Regions from separate parts of the Mus musculus genome. Here region 1 is linked to region 2. A link is a contact called in public HiChIP or PLAC-seq data. All regions are on one chromosome and are shown on one strand. Each heading gives the region's core, a stretch centred on a gene start, on an enhancer-like site or on the middle of the called end of the contact. The rest is flanking DNA. Distances are from core to core; before and after follow the strand shown. Region 1 holds the start of Cryba1 (crystallin, beta A1). Region 2 has its middle 14 kb from the start of Nufip2.

Region 1 (7,422 bases), core at 3,578-6,077, 52 kb before region 2:
TCAAAGGAGAAAATCCCCAAAACAAACCAAAAGCAACAACAAAGGCCAAAATATGGGTATTCAACAGTTAAAAGCACATACTGCTCTTCTAGAGGACCTGAGTCCTGTGTTCAGCACCCACATCAGCTGGCTCACAACTGCCTGTGACTTCAGCTCTAGGGAATCTGATGCTCTCTTCTGGCTTCTACAGGTACCTGAATGCCCGTGTGCCTGCAGTTTAAAAACAAATCTTTGCCGGGCGGTGGTGGTGTAGGCTTTTAATTCCAGTACTTGGGAGGCAGAGGCAGGTGGATTTCTGAGTTCAAGGTCAGCCTGGTCTACAAAGTGAGTTCCAGGACAACCAGGGCTATACAGAGAAACCCTGTCTCGAAAAACAAAAACAAAAACAAAAACAAACACAAAAAATCTTTAGAGTTGAAGAGATAGTTCAGTGATTAAGGGTGCTTTCTGCTCTTCACAACCATCTGCAACTTGAATTCCAGGGGATCTAATACCTCTCTGACTTCTACGGGCTCCCCCCTTCACATACATACAAATAAATAAATAAATAGATGTGATTTTGAAATTATAGCAAATTTGTGACCTCTTTATCCTAATGTACTTATTGTTGATCTGAAATTTAAGTTAAGCTGGGTGCCCTGTGGTTTTCCCCTCCAGTCAAGCAGCCCTAAGGAAGAAGCAATCTACCTCTGCTTGTCGGGAGTAGAGAGTGGACTGTGTCATCAACAGGACATCCTCTACCTAGATACTCATTCTTGTATCAATGTTACAGGTTCTATTGGAAGCAAACTGGTTGGTCTGCAGAGCTGAAAATTCTGTGAGGCTGCACTGGACTGAAATGCTTGCAAGCCTGTCACAAATGGAAGAAGCTGGCCTTGGCGTTAGCTCTCTGGCCAGTGCACATCTATCCATGCCTGGAAGCAGAGGAAGCAAAAGTCTGAGATGTCTCCCAAGTTCTTGGCCACTGCTTGGCCTTCTTAGCCTTTTCAAAAATCATCTGGGCCCCAGCTCTCCTTCCTGTTTAAGGACATCGAAAGGGACTGGGGAGAAAAGGTCCCCCAAAGCAGGCCCTTGTGGGAGAGGCAGGAGCAGGCAGAACGCTGACAGGGCCCTTTGCTTTGTACCTTTCCTGCTGTGTCCAACAGAAGTGCTACTCAGCTGCCTGGCTAGCCCCATTGTCCTCTCCACAATGTGCTGAGTCCAAGGGCTTCCCTGGCCCCATGGCCTGACTCCCCTACCCCTGGGCCCAGAGGCAAGGCCAGAGAGACAAGCCACCCATAAAATTTGGTTGAGTAGCAACCATCCCTGGCATGTGGCCAAAGGATGAAGAAACCCGAATTTGCCCAGCTGACACTTTGCAGGGGAAGGTTGTCCTATTTCCCTGGGTTAGTCATCACCCCTGCATCCATGAACGGTCATCCTACTTGCTCCCACAATGAGTATGTGGGCTAAGAAAATGTTTCCCAATCCATGTCTCTGATAGACCTGCAGAAAGAAGACAGGGGCTGGAGATGAACCATGCTCAAGTCTCTTGGATCCCATCCCCAGAGCAGTGATCATCCAATGCCAGGCACCAGGCCACAGAGGAAAAAACATGTACTTTGCAGTCAAATAGACATGGGTTGAATCCTGCTAGGTTTCTTGGCTTAGAATCTAGCCTTCCCGTTCCTCAGTTTACTCAAGTCTATAAAATTACTGTAGCATTGACCTATTTCGTGGGGCTGTCCCGAGAGGATCAGGAACAAAATGCCAGACTGGTGGTCAATGCTCTCTCTTGTTTTGTTTTTTTTTGTTGTTGTTGTTGTTGTTGTTTTTCGAGACAGGGTTTCTCTGTGTAGCCCTGGCTGTCCTGGAACTCACTTTGTAGATCAGGCTGGCCTCGAACTCAGAAATCCACCTGCCTCCGCCTCCCGAGTGCTGGGATTAAAGGCGTGTGCCACCACACCCGGCTCAATGCTCTCTCTATGCTACAGTTACTACGGATGAACAGGAAATTGTGAAACCCAGTCTGGGAAGGGACCACATACAGTTTCTCCCTTCATTTCTACTCCCTTGCCCTAAATTCCCTGAAAAGAGGTGGGACTAGGAGCTGGAGCTTTGAGGTAAGGTCCATGTAGGACAGGCAAAGCAGAATCTCAGATAACAAGGGAAGTTCCACATCTTTGTGAAGAGACGTGGCTCAGGGCTAGAGTGTTCGTCTAACATGTGCAGGCCCTGGGTTGATTCGCAGTGTCATGAAGGAAGCAACAGCCACTCAAGCCCCCATATCAGGCTATCCTTTTGATAATTAGCACAGGAGACCTCAGAATCCTCAAGTCTCTGGGACGTAAGGTGATAAAAGAAAATGATGTGTGTGTTGGGGGTGGGGCTGGCAGCTTAGGAATTCTTGGTGGACATATGCCAATGGTTTGCACACTCTCTGAGCCACACACAATCCCCCATGCAATGATTTTGTGCTTCTATTTCCTCTCTGAAATGAAAAGTTAACTAAATCAGTCTTTACTGAGCCAACAATTCATTCAAGTATAAAACTCTCCCCAAAGATCCTGAGTGGAAAAAAGAGTCCCAGGCAGTGCAGGTGGGATGGGCAGCTGTGTACAGCAGGGTGACAGGGCAGTGAAATTGTCACATGTTCACTGTGCCTCTTCCAAAGTCACAAGACTCATTCATTTTCTCAAAATGGATTTATCAAGCTAAATAGAAGAAGCAGATAATTAGGTGGTATTTATTTTTCAAAAATAACTGTTTTAATATATATAGTTTTCCCAGACAGGGTTTCTCTGTGTAGCCCTGGCTGTCCTAGAACTCACTCTGTAGACCAGGGTGATCATGAACTCACATGCCCAACTCTGCCTGGAATTAAAGGTCATCACTGCCTGGCTAACATAAAATGTATTCTTGTTGCTTAAAGTTCAAAGACTACAGAAAAATATATTGTGAAAAAATTTGCCCTAAATCAAGTGGCTCAGTTCCCTTCTTTGAATCCCAATATCTCTAGTTTCTAAAGAAATTTTTACAAGGTGAGGCCATACAAGTCAGTCCAGAGATTAGGAGATGAAAGAAGTAGTTGACCAAAGAAGTATTTTTCTTTTTTCTTTTTTGGTTTTTCAAGACAGGGTTTCTCTGTGTAGCCTTGGCTATCCTGGAACTCACTCTGTAGACCAGGCTGTCCTTGAACTCAGAAATCCCCCTGCCTCTGCCTCCCAAGTGCTGGGATTAAAGGCATGCACCACCACACCCAGCTTATGTTTAATTTTTTTAATTAAATATTTTCTATATTTACATTTCAAATGTTATCCGCTTTCCTGGTTTCCCCTTCGAAAATCCCCTCCCCCTGCTCCCCAACCTTCCCACTCCCATTCCTGGCCCTGGCCTTCCCCTATACTGGGGCATAGAACCTTCACAGGACCTGGGGCCTCGCCTCCCATTGATGACCGAAGAGGCCATCAAGAAGTATTTTTCTAAGATGGCAGTCTGGAAAGGAGAAAAAGGACTAAGACAGGGGGTGGGAAGTGGGGGACAGCAAAATGGCTCAGCTGGTAAAGATGTTCCCTTCCACCACTGAATTTAATCCCTGGAACCCACTTGGTGGAAGGAGAGAACTGACTCTCAGAAACACACATGCACACACACGCACACACACACACACACACACACACACACACACACACACGCGCACACACGCACACACACACGCGCGCGCACACACACTCACACAAACTAAGTAAGCAAATGTAAATGCACACACACACAAGTGATAACCACCAAAAAATCCCTCAGGTTATTAGCCCCAAATTTTTAAAAGCAAACTACAGTATTAAAGTGAGTATTTAATAAAACAAAGTGAGATTCAGGTCTACCTGTCAATTGTAATTGAATTTAGCTACAGATGTGTAGAGAATAATCGAATAAGAAGCTTTGCTGGGCAGTGGTGGCACACGCCTTTAATCTCAGCGCTCGGGAGACAGAGGCAGGCAGATTTCTGAGTTCTAGGCCAGCCTGGTCTTCAGAGTGAGTTCCAGGACAGCCAGGGCTACACAGAGAAACCCTGTCTCGAAAAATCAAAACAAAGCAAAACAAAACAAAACCAAACCAAACCATGGGCTGGAGAGATGGCTCAGTGGGTAAGAGCACTTACTGCTCTTCCGAAGGCCCTGAGTTCAAATCCCAGCAACCACATGGTGGCTTACAACCCTCCGTAATGAGATCTAATGCCCTCTTCTGATGCATCTGAAGTCAGCTACAGTATACTTATGCATAATAATAAAACTTTTGTTTGTTTTATTTTATTTTGTTTGTTTTGTTTTTGAGACAGGGTCTCATTATATAGCCTGGGCTGTCAAAGAACTTAATATATAGATCAGCTGGCCCTGAAATCATAGAGATCCAACTCTGCCTCCGTCTCCTGAGTGCTGGGATCAAAGTCTTGCCCCATGACTACTTCTGGCTCTGTGTGTGTGTGTGTGTGTGTGTGTGTGTGTGTGTGTGTGTGTGTGTGTGTGTGTGTGTGTACATATGCAGATGGTCCATTTTGATGTGCTTTCCACAACCTTTCAACATTTTAGGTAGGTCCCAGGTGGAACAGGATAGGGACAAGCATTCACTGTAGAGCACTTCTGTCCTTAGCTCCCAGCTGCTCTGAGAAGCCCAACAGTAGGGCCCCTGCACTTCTGGAACCCTAAACAAAGCTCTGAGGGACACCTCCCCCAATAGGCTGAGCCACTAAAGCTCTGGGGATCAGGAGGAACAAAGAGAGAGGGAAAAGAGAGTGCTGACAGAGCCGCTGGCCATCATCTGTGGGACTATAAAGAGGGGATCCGGAGACGAAGCTGCACCAGATGGAGACCCAGACTGTGCAGCGGGAGTTGGGTGAGTAAGGTCTTGACGGCGCCTTTATCTTTCCTTTCCTCGATAGACAGATGCAGAGGAAAAACCAGTTGTGTCCCATTTAGAGGTTAGAATATTTGAAGGTAGAGAAAGTGGGGGACAGCTTCATTTGCTACCTTAAGTAGTTGCCTGTGGCAGTAACTACATTTTTAGCAATGGAGACTAGGAGTCAGCAGGTCGCAGGGCACAGGGCGGGCGTGGCAAGGAGGAGATGCTTATTTGGAGGCTCCGTTGCTATGGAAATATCCAGATTTTCATGCATTAGCTCCTGGGCTGGATGCCAGAGTAGAATCCTCAGTGTTGGTTCTGGGTCTAGAAACCTGATATACACGTGCCAGTCTTCTTTCCCCTTCCCTTTCCTTCACCCATCCTTCTCCTCATCATATACTGCTTAACTTCTACGGTCTTTGGTCCTCGTTCATGAAATGGGATAGTGATGGTATTTGACTTGTGAGGACTAGATACATTATTCAAGTAAAGCAGGGACTGACATCAAATAAGCCATTGGCTCTTTTGTTTTGTTTTGGCTTTTCAAGACAGGATTTCTCAGCGTAGCCCTGGCTGTTTGAAACTTACTCTGTAGACCAGGCTGGCCTCGAACTCAGAAATCCGCCTGCCTCTGCCTCCCAAATGCTGGGATTACAGCCGTACACCACCACACCCAGCCCAAGCCATTATATTTTTATAATTACCCTTTCTTCTTCACACACAGTACTAGGAATTGAATCTAAGAGTTCATACGCATGCTGGGCAAGCACTCTAGTACTGAGCTGTATTCCCAGCCACATCTCCCGCTCCCTCTTTAAGACTAAGTTTTCCTATGAAACCCTAGCTAGCCTGGAACTCAATAGCCCTTACTTATTGATTTGAGACAGAGTCTAAGTGTAGTCCAACTCGGTCTTGAACTTGCAATCCTCCTACTATTTCAAATAGCAGGCATTAATTTCAAATTACTCTATGCCTCATCTTCCCACAGCTTTGGCATGGTGCTGTATCAGTCACACAGGAATTTCTGCTATGGAGATACTGACACAGTGTACACTCAGTAGTGACATAGATGAGCACTGTAAGTGCTGAAGAGTGAGGGAGAAGTCAGACTCTGCAGGTTGGAAAAAGGCAAAGGAGTCGTGAGGCAGCAAGGTCAAAACATCTAGGTCTATGAGAGAGGAGACAGTGGCATGGGCATGCAGGATAGGTTAGTTTGGGTGCTGAGAAGACAAGAAGGTTGGACTGCAGTTTAATGAGTGGCAGGTGAGGTGGGGAATTCTGGCCCTCCCGACTGAATGACTAGATACATGATGAGTCTAGACAGTTGTTAGGAAGTTGATATTGTGAGGCCCAGGCAATGTTCTCTGAAGGCAAGCAAGAGGACAGAAGGAATATTTAACAAGAGTACCAAATGCTTTTGCAGTCTTTTACCTGTATTACTTTTCTAATTTTTACAGTGTCTATATGTAAAAGGTTTGTTGATAGAAAACCTGAGGTTTTGGTAGTAGCCCCAGAGCCAGGATCTCAACCAAAATCTGGGACTGTAAGCCTCCGTTCCTTTTTCCTACACCTTACACCTCATTACTCCCATCCTGAAAATCACATCACTGATATGTATCCTCTCTTCCAGAAACTCTTCCAACCACCAAGATGGCTCAGACCAACCCTATGCCAGGATCCTTGGGGCCATGGAAGGTAAGCTGAGCCAACGGCATGAAAAATGGAAGAATCCAGCGGGGCAGGGCTGCGGTGCTGGCACATAGTAACTACCAGGCTGCACTTATTCTTGAGACAGTCCCCACCCAAAAACAAAGCAAAGCAAAACTGTTCTGTAGGAGGAAGGGCCAATCTGACATCTAGACATTGTTGAAAGGTGGCTTTCCTGGAGGTCTATGTCAGTTGGGAGATGGATGCTTGTTTCCTAGGTCAATTCTAATTTGCCATTATGTCTCCCAAGAGCCATGAGATGCAGGACCTACCTCAACCTGATGTTGGATTTAGTCATGAGCTGGGTCTTTCACTATTCCCCTAACACTTAATCCTTTCCTCAGTTGTCAACTCTGAAACAAGTTCACAGTTTGGGGAGCTTGCCAGATCAGGAGCTAGGTTCTAGTTGAAAGGATGAAAAAATTATCACAATCCTCCTTTAGTGCCTTAGAAGCAAAGAAAAAAAAATCCACAGGGTGCTTCTCAAAGTCCCAGAATCCTGATCTCTGGGTCACATGGGTGCAGGACACATGGTGGAATCAGAGTTCACACGGCCTTGATCTATTGAGCTCTGCATTGTCCCTGGAACACCATTTCTATCATAAACTTAGCCTGAACATGTTAATGTCACTGGGCAGTGGTACCACTTTGAACCCCTTTTTTGCCCTGTCTTCACTGGAAGAGACCTTATCAGGCATCCTGGGTTGTAGCTAGTTATGAAAACCACAGGATGAAGTTTGTTCTTAACTTGCACCCCTATTCTCAATGCTTTACCTGGTTCTCTTCCTTGTCCCATTCAACTCCATTCAGATAACCATCTACGATCAAGAGAACTTCCAG
Region 2 (7,516 bases), core at 1,246-3,745:
TCTGGAGTGTCTGAAGACAGCTACAGTGTACTTACATATAATAATAAATAAATCTTAAAAAAAAATCTTAAAAATAAAAGGGGGGATCCGCAACCCTATAGATGGAACAACAATATGAACTAATCAGTACCCCTTGAGCTCATGTCTCTAGCTGTATATGTAGCAGAAGATGGCCCAGTCGGCCATCATTGGGAAGAGAGGCCCCTTGGTCTTGCAAACTTTATATGCCTCAGTACAGGGGAACGCCAGGACCAAGAAGTGGGAGTGGGTGAGTAGGGGAGCAGGGCAGGGGAGGGTATAGGGCACTTTCGGGATAGCACTTGAAATGTAAATGAAGAAAATATCTAATAAAAAATTGAAAAAAAAATCAGCCAGGTGGTGGTGGCGCACACCTTTAATCCCATCTTGGACTACATAGAGAAATCACATCAAAACAAAGATTCAGTTCTCTCTCTCTCTCTCATATATATATATATATATATAAAGTTGGATCCAATAGTTAGATGCATCCAGAAATTGGACTAAAGGTTTGCCTGAGCCAGGCAGTGGTGGCGCATGCATTTAATCCCAGCACTTAGGAGGCAGAGTCAGGCAGATTTCTGAGTTCGAGGCCAGCCTGGTCTACAGAGTAAGTTCTAGGACAGTCAGGGCTACACAGAGAAACACTGTCTCTAAAAAACAAAAACAACAACAACAAAAAAGGTTTGCCTGAGAGTAAAACTTAAAATAGACTAGCTTAAATTAGCAATACAGAATAGAATATAGTCACTGTGGTCAGAATGACTACAAAGCTATAAGGAAATAGGATAATCATAGAAACTACAGCCTACTGGCTTTATTGCCTCTCTACAGAGTATTTCAAAAGTCATATGATTGTTACTGTTAATTATTGATTGTGGTATAATAATTTACCTAATGACTTTATGGCCTTTAACAAAGTTAGTACTTTAATTACTATGTGTGGCTTTCAAATTTATTATTTCCCCAATATGTTAGTTTGTTTCTCTCTGTGTCTGTTTTCCTGTGTGTGTGTGTGTGTGTGTGTGTGTGTGTGTGTGTGTGTGTAGGCACAAGTGTGCCATGGTATATGTGTAGGTGCCAGGATTTTATTAAATTGATACTATTGTAAAATTGATGCTGAGGAGACCCTGAGCCATCTCTCCAGCCCAATAGTTTTTGTTTGTTTGGTTGGTTGGTTTTGGTTTTTTTCGAGACAGGGTTTCTCTGTATATCCCTGGCTGTCCTGGAACTCACTCTGTAGACAAGGCTGGCCTTGAACTCAGAAATCCGCCTGCCTCTGCCTCCCAAGGGAATGCTGGGATTAAAGGCGTGCTCCACCACCACCCAGCTATAATTAATTTTTTAGGGGTGTGGGCAAGCAGATTGACTTTTGGTCCCAGCACTTAGGAAACAGATGGAGGCAGATAGATCTCTTTCAGCTCCAGGCCAGTTAGGGTTACACAGTGATACCCTATCTCAAAAACGATAAATCCAATACAATACAGTAAAAATGATTTTTTAAAGGTTTATTTATTTATTTATTTATTTTATATGAGTACACTGTCACTTTCTTCAGACACACCAAAAGAGGTCATCAGATCCCATTACAGATGGTTGTGAGCCACTATGTGGTTGCTGGGAATTGAACTCAGCACCTCTGGAAGAGCAGTCAGGGCTCTTAACCTCTGTGCCATCTCTCTAGCCCCAAATATAAACGATATTTAAAACTTAACTTTTTTTTTTAAATTTGCATGTATATGGAGAGGAGGATCCAGGGACAACTTGTAGGAATTTGTTTTAGTTCACCATGTATGTTCTAGGGATTGAACTCAGGTCATCAGGCTAGGACCAAGGTTCAGTTCCCAGGGTCCATATAGTGGCTCACAATCATCAGAAACTCAAATCCAGGGGGTCCAATGCCCTCTTCTGTCTTTTGTGGACAGTGTACACATGTGTCTTACTTGCTAACATAAAATTAATATATTTAATAAATTTTCAAAAAGAATTTTTTAAAGATTTATTTATTTACTATATGTAAGTACACTGTAGCTGTCTTCAGACACACCAGAAGACGGCATCAGATCTCATTACGGATAGCTGGGAACCACCATGTATGGTTACGGGGATTAGAACTCAGGACCTTCAGAAGAGCAGTCAGTACTCTTAACTGTTGAGCCATCTCTCCAACCCTCAAAAGAAATTAATGTTTTGGGGTTTGAAGTATTTTGTTGGGTTTTTGTTCATTGGGGTTTTTGGGTTTTTTTTTGGGGGGGGGGTGTTCCAGACAGTTTCTCTGTGTAGCTTTGGCTGACCTGGAACTCTAGTAGGCTAAAGCTCAGACTTTTATTTACATATCAATTTAGTCATTTACTCCAGGTTCCCTCCTAATTATCCTATGAATCAGCATTCTAGGAGCCCAGCCCCTTTTTTTGTTAACAAAAGAGCAAGCACCTTTTTCTGTTAACATTGCAAATGAGGGCTTCTGGAGAGTTGACTCAGAGGTTAGGAACTTTGTCTTCTTTTCCAGACAAGGGAAGTTCAATTCCCAGCAACCACATTGTAGCTCATAAATATCTCTAATGAGATCTGGTGCCCTCTTCTGGCGCACACGTGTACGTGCAGGCTGAATGCTGTATATACGTTAAATGAGTTCAGAGATTTGCCTGCCTTTGGAAGCATAGACAATAAGCAAGCTGGGTGGAAATCTCTCTTTGAGATCAGCATTCCTACCAAGCCTGAGAGACTGATCTCTCTCTGTCCCTGGTTGACCTTGAACTCAGGAATACACCTGCCTTTGAATCTTTCTGACAAGCTGGCTCACAGTGCAGCTGCCTCTATTCTTTTAGGTTCATGAAGCCCCCTCATACAATTCATATTGCATCCTTATATTTTGCATAGTTGAGAAATTATATATTTTTGAACTCAGGTTTTCAGAGTTCTTTTCCACAGCCTTAAGGGCCTTCCTGAAGGTTTCAGTGTTTATTATTTTTACTAAGGACATAGACACACCCTCACCTCCCAGGTTCCTGCTCTCTCTGATTATCTCGAGTCATTCATCTTGGCAAGGAGAACATTCCCTGATAACTTTGATGGGGAGACTATTTCCTGAAAGAGGGACGCGAAGTAAAAAATATTTTCTTTTTTTATACAAACAAGCCTCTCACCCAGCAACCATCAACACCTTGCCCTGCTGGCTTTATTCTGGGGTCAAGAACTGAGTCAGTCCATCCCTTGCACATGGCCATACAGGACTTGGCAACTGGCCTAGAAGTAACTATGTAAACCAGGCTGGGCTCTAACACATGGAAATCCATCTGACTCCTCTCCCTGGTATTAGGATTAAAAGTATGTGCCACCATGCCTGGCCAGAGCTACAAAATATTAAAAAAAAGAAACAAAAGAAAGAAAACTATATTCATACACAAGTATAAAATAAAGTACAACTTAGATCAAAGCCACTGTTGTACATTTTTTAAAAAATCATATGGCTGAAGAGATGGCTTAGGGTTTTAAAAACAGCTCCTGCTCCTCCAGGGGACCTGAGTTCCTTTGTTCTGGCACCCATGTTGGATGGCCTACACAGACTTACTGCCATAAATCTTTTAAAAAAAAATTATATCGCTTCTCTCCCTTTTGGCTAAGATTAAGTGTAAAAAAATTGTAAGTGACTCAATCATGAGTAACCTAACTGTATATCTTTTTTTTCAAAGATTTATTTATTTATTTTATGTAAGTATGCTGTAGCTGTCTTCAGACACTCCAGAAGAGGGAGTCAGATCTCGTTACAGATGGTTGTGAGCCACCATATGGTTGCTGGGATTTGAACTCTGGACCTTTGGAAGAGCAGTCGGGTGCTCTTACCCACTGAGCCATCTCACCAGCCCTATCTTTCTTATTTAAAGATTTATTTATTATTACATCTAAGTACACTGTAGCTGTCTTCAGACACACCAGAAGAGGGCATCGGATCTTGTGATCCTATGGTTGTGAGCCACCATGTGGAAGAGCAGTCAGTGTTCTTAACCACTGAGCCATCTCTCCAGCCCCCTAACTGTATATCTTAAAAATTCTACAGACAAACAGTTACATGTGTGTGCACACATGAACATGTGCAAGCATGTACCATGGTACACATGTGGAAATCAGAAGACAGCTCTGTAGAATTGGTTTTCTGGTTCTACTCTTAAATAGGTTTCAGGAATTGAATTTAGGTCATCAGGCTTTTAGGCTAATTGCTTTGCCTGGTGAGCCATCTGATGGGCTTCTCTACAGCCTTTTGTTGACGGCAGGTCTACCACTTATTGGATATTTACTTAATTTTCTTCCACCCATCTATCCATCCATTCAGCCGTGTAGGCATCTATTCAGATCTTGTGTTGTTTTTAGATCTTCTGCTATCTTACCCCTGACCTTTTGTTGTTGTTGTTTTGTTTTTCAAGACAGGGTTTCTCTGTGTAGCTCTGGCTGACCTGGAACTCGCTCTGTAGACCAAGCTGGCCTACCCCTGAACTTTTAAAGTTATTTAATCTTATGTTTATGGGTGCTTTTTTGTTTTTTATTTTATTTTACTATTTTAATTATGTGCATTGGGGTGGTATGTGCACATGAATGTAAGACCCACAAAGGTCCGAGGTGTGAGAGCCTCCTGGAACTGGGGTTACACGCAGTTGTAAGCTGCCTCGTGTGAATGCTGGGAATCAGACTCAGGTCCTCAGGAAGAGCAGTGTTTGCTTTTAAACACTGAATTTCTTCAGCTCTGGTCTTTTGTTTTTTAGTATATGTGGGTGTTTTGCCTACATATTTGTCTCTGTACTTCTTTATGCCTGGTGACCACAGAGGCCAGAAGAGAGCATCCGATCCCCTAAAACTGGAGCTGCTATGTAGGTGCTGGGAATGGAACTAGAACTTCTGCAAGAGAAGCAAGCTACACCACTGAGCCACCTTTCTTTCCAGGTGTCCTCCTCCTCCTCCTCTCTTTTATTTGGTGCTGGGAAGTCTTTGGTACGTGAAGTATACACTCTAGTGAGCTATGTTCCCAGTTATGTGGGTAGGCAATTTTAAAGGTAAGTGACAAATGGTTCTCCTGAGGGTACACCATTCCCACCTTCTCTTCCTCCTCCACACTGGTATGGCACTCCAGTACATTTTCTGGTTTTTCAAGACAGGGTTTCCCTGTTTAACAGTCCTGGCTCTCCGGGAACTCACCTTGTAGAACAGACTAGCCTCAAACTCACAGGGAAACAGCACTATTAGGAGGTATGACCTTGCTGGGCAGTGGTGGCACATGCCTTTAATTTCAGCACCTGGGAGGCAGAGGCAAGCAGATTTCTGAGTTTGAGGCCAGCCTGGTCTACAGAGTGAGTTCCAGAACAGCCAGGGCTACACAGAGAAACCCTGTCTCAAAAAACCAAAAACCAACCAACCAAACAAACAAACAAAGGAGGTATGACCTTATTGCAGGAGATGTAGCCTTGTTGGAGGAAGTCTATCACACTCTTCCTAGCTGCCTGAAGGATAGTCCTCTCCTGGATGCCTTCAGACCGAGAAGTAGAACTCTCAGCCCCTTGTTCAGCACCATGTCTGCCTGCATGCTGCCAGGCTTCAAGCTATGACGATAATGGATTGAACCTCAGAAACTGTAAGCCAGCCCCAATTAAAGGTTAGCCTTTATAAGAGTTGCCTAGGAGGCCGGGCGTGGTGGCCCACGCCTTTAATCCCAGCACTCTGGAGGCAGAGGCAGGCAGATTTCTGAGTTCAAGGCCAGCCTGGTCTACAAAGTGAGTTCCAGGACAGCCAGGGCTATACAGAGAAACCCTATCTAGAAAAACCAAAAAAAAAAAAAAAAAAAAAAAAAAAGAGTTGCCTAGGAGCAGGGCCTGGTGGCTCACACCTTTAATCACAGCACTCGATAGGCAGAGGCAGGTGGATTTCTGAGTTCGAGGCCTGCCTGGTCTACAAAGTGAGTTCTAGGACAGCCAGAGAAACTCTGTCTCGAACCCCCCCCCCCAAAAAAAAGAGTTGCCTAGGTCATGGTGTCTCTTCAAGGCAATGGAAACCCTAAGACAACTACTCCAGGGCAAATTCTTTTTTTTTTTTTTAGATATTATTATTATTATTATTATATGTAAGTACACTGTAGCTGTCCTCAGATACTCCAGAAGATGGCATCAGATTTTGTTATGGATGGTTGTGAGCCACCATGTGGTTGCTGGGATTTGAACTCAGGACCTTCAGAGGAGCAGTTGGCACTCTTAACCACTGAGCCATCTTGCCAGCCCCTCAAGGGCAAATTCTTAAAAAAAAAAAAAAAATGGTTGCTCATCAAAGGCCAAGTATACACACTAATCTGCCTTTTATTCTTTGACAGTTAATTCAGGTCATTTTAAGCAATATTACCCTCTCTTAACCCTCCACAGCTCACAATGTGAGGTGTGTGTGTGTGTGTGTGTGTATCCCAATGAGTTTATCTAAGGTTGCTTGAATGAGCATGTGTAGATAGTTAGGTCTCTAATATTAATATGACTGATTACCAGTCCTTAAAGAATCAGTAAATATTTCCAGATGTGGTGGTGCATGTCTTTAATGCCAGTACTCAGAGACGGGGACAGGAAGATCTCTTAATTCAAGGGCAGCCTGGTTTACAGATCTAGTCCTAGGACAGCCAGGGTTTCACAGAGAAACCCTATCTTGAAGAGCAAACAAACAGAACAAAAAGAACTGCCTAGTCCATGCAGAAGAGATGACTCAGCATAAGAGTCATCTCTTATGCTGGAACTTGGGTCCTCTGCAAGAGTAGAGTTAAGTACTGCTCTTGCAGAGGACCCAAGTTCCATTCCCAGCACCCGTGTTGGGTGACTGACAAAGCACCATAACTCCAGCTCCAAGGGATCTAACACCTCTGGGCTTCTCAGGCACTCGTTCTCAATGTCCATAAAGTATACATGCACACAATTTAAAATAATAAAAACTAATTTTTGTTTGTTTTTCAAGACAGGATTTCTCTGTGTAGACCAAGCTGTGCTAGAACTCAGAACCAGGCCTCAAACTCACAGAGATCTGCCTACCTCTGCCTCCTGAGTGCTGGGATGAAAGGCAGGTGCCTATACATGAGATATGTTCTACTAGCCGGGCTGTCTTGTCTAGCCTCAGTGGGAGAGGAAGCTCCTAGGCTGGCAGAGACTTGAAATATCAAGATGTGTGTGTAGGGGGTAGGGCATACCCAGGGAGACCCCTACCTTCTCAGAGAAGGGGAGGGGGAATGGGGAAAGGATTGTGGGAGGAGGTGACCGAGAAGAGAGCAATGAACAGGATGTAAAGTGAGTAAGTTTAAAGGAAAAAAAAAAAGTCATGTAACCACCACTCAGCAAAACCAATATTGTTCTGAAGTTCACAGTGAAATTACAAGACTGAATAATGAAAAAACTCAGAACCTGGCATTAACATCATGAAGGGACATAGACATTTACCCAGGCAAGGGACATAGACATTTACCCAGGCACTGCCTTAGCAGTCGAGA

What was found. HiChIP or PLAC-seq counts read pairs in DNA pulled down with a chosen protein or histone mark.
Region 1: a contact with region 2 is called in an H3K27ac HiChIP or PLAC-seq map of embryonic stem cells, with 8 read pairs. The contact joins the promoter of Cryba1 here to the enhancer-like site in region 2. A contact is called at or near these places in 2 of 39 promoter capture datasets (cranial neural crest and macrophages), 2 of 15 datasets of contacts at CTCF or cohesin (CD8 T cells and the NIH/3T3 cell line), 7 of 484 Hi-C or Micro-C datasets (CD4 T cells, the G1E-ER4 cell line, the HL-1 cell line and 2 more), 3 of 115 datasets of contacts at active chromatin or transcription factors (the SCID.adh cell line and embryonic stem cells) and 3 of 9 other capture datasets (adipose tissue, liver and pancreatic islet).

The regions. Positions count from the first base shown.
Region 1 is chr11:77,722,698-77,730,119 of GRCm38.p6, reverse strand. Cryba1 (crystallin, beta A1) reads left to right here and starts at 4,827. Exons shown (of 6, transcript NM_009965.3): 1 at 4,827-4,869; 2 at 6,506-6,570; 3 at 7,393-7,422. The coding sequence starts at 4,839.
Region 2 is chr11:77,668,685-77,676,200 of GRCm38.p6, reverse strand. No RefSeq gene overlaps it. Among named protein-coding and RNA genes, the nearest start is that of Nufip2, 14 kb to the left of the region's middle. Within about 2 kb of position 2,495, at least 10 of the 459 cell types and tissues checked have an H3K27ac peak or open chromatin away from gene starts, as enhancers often do. A contact at or near this core is called in the HL-1 cell line and embryonic stem cells, where this site is marked.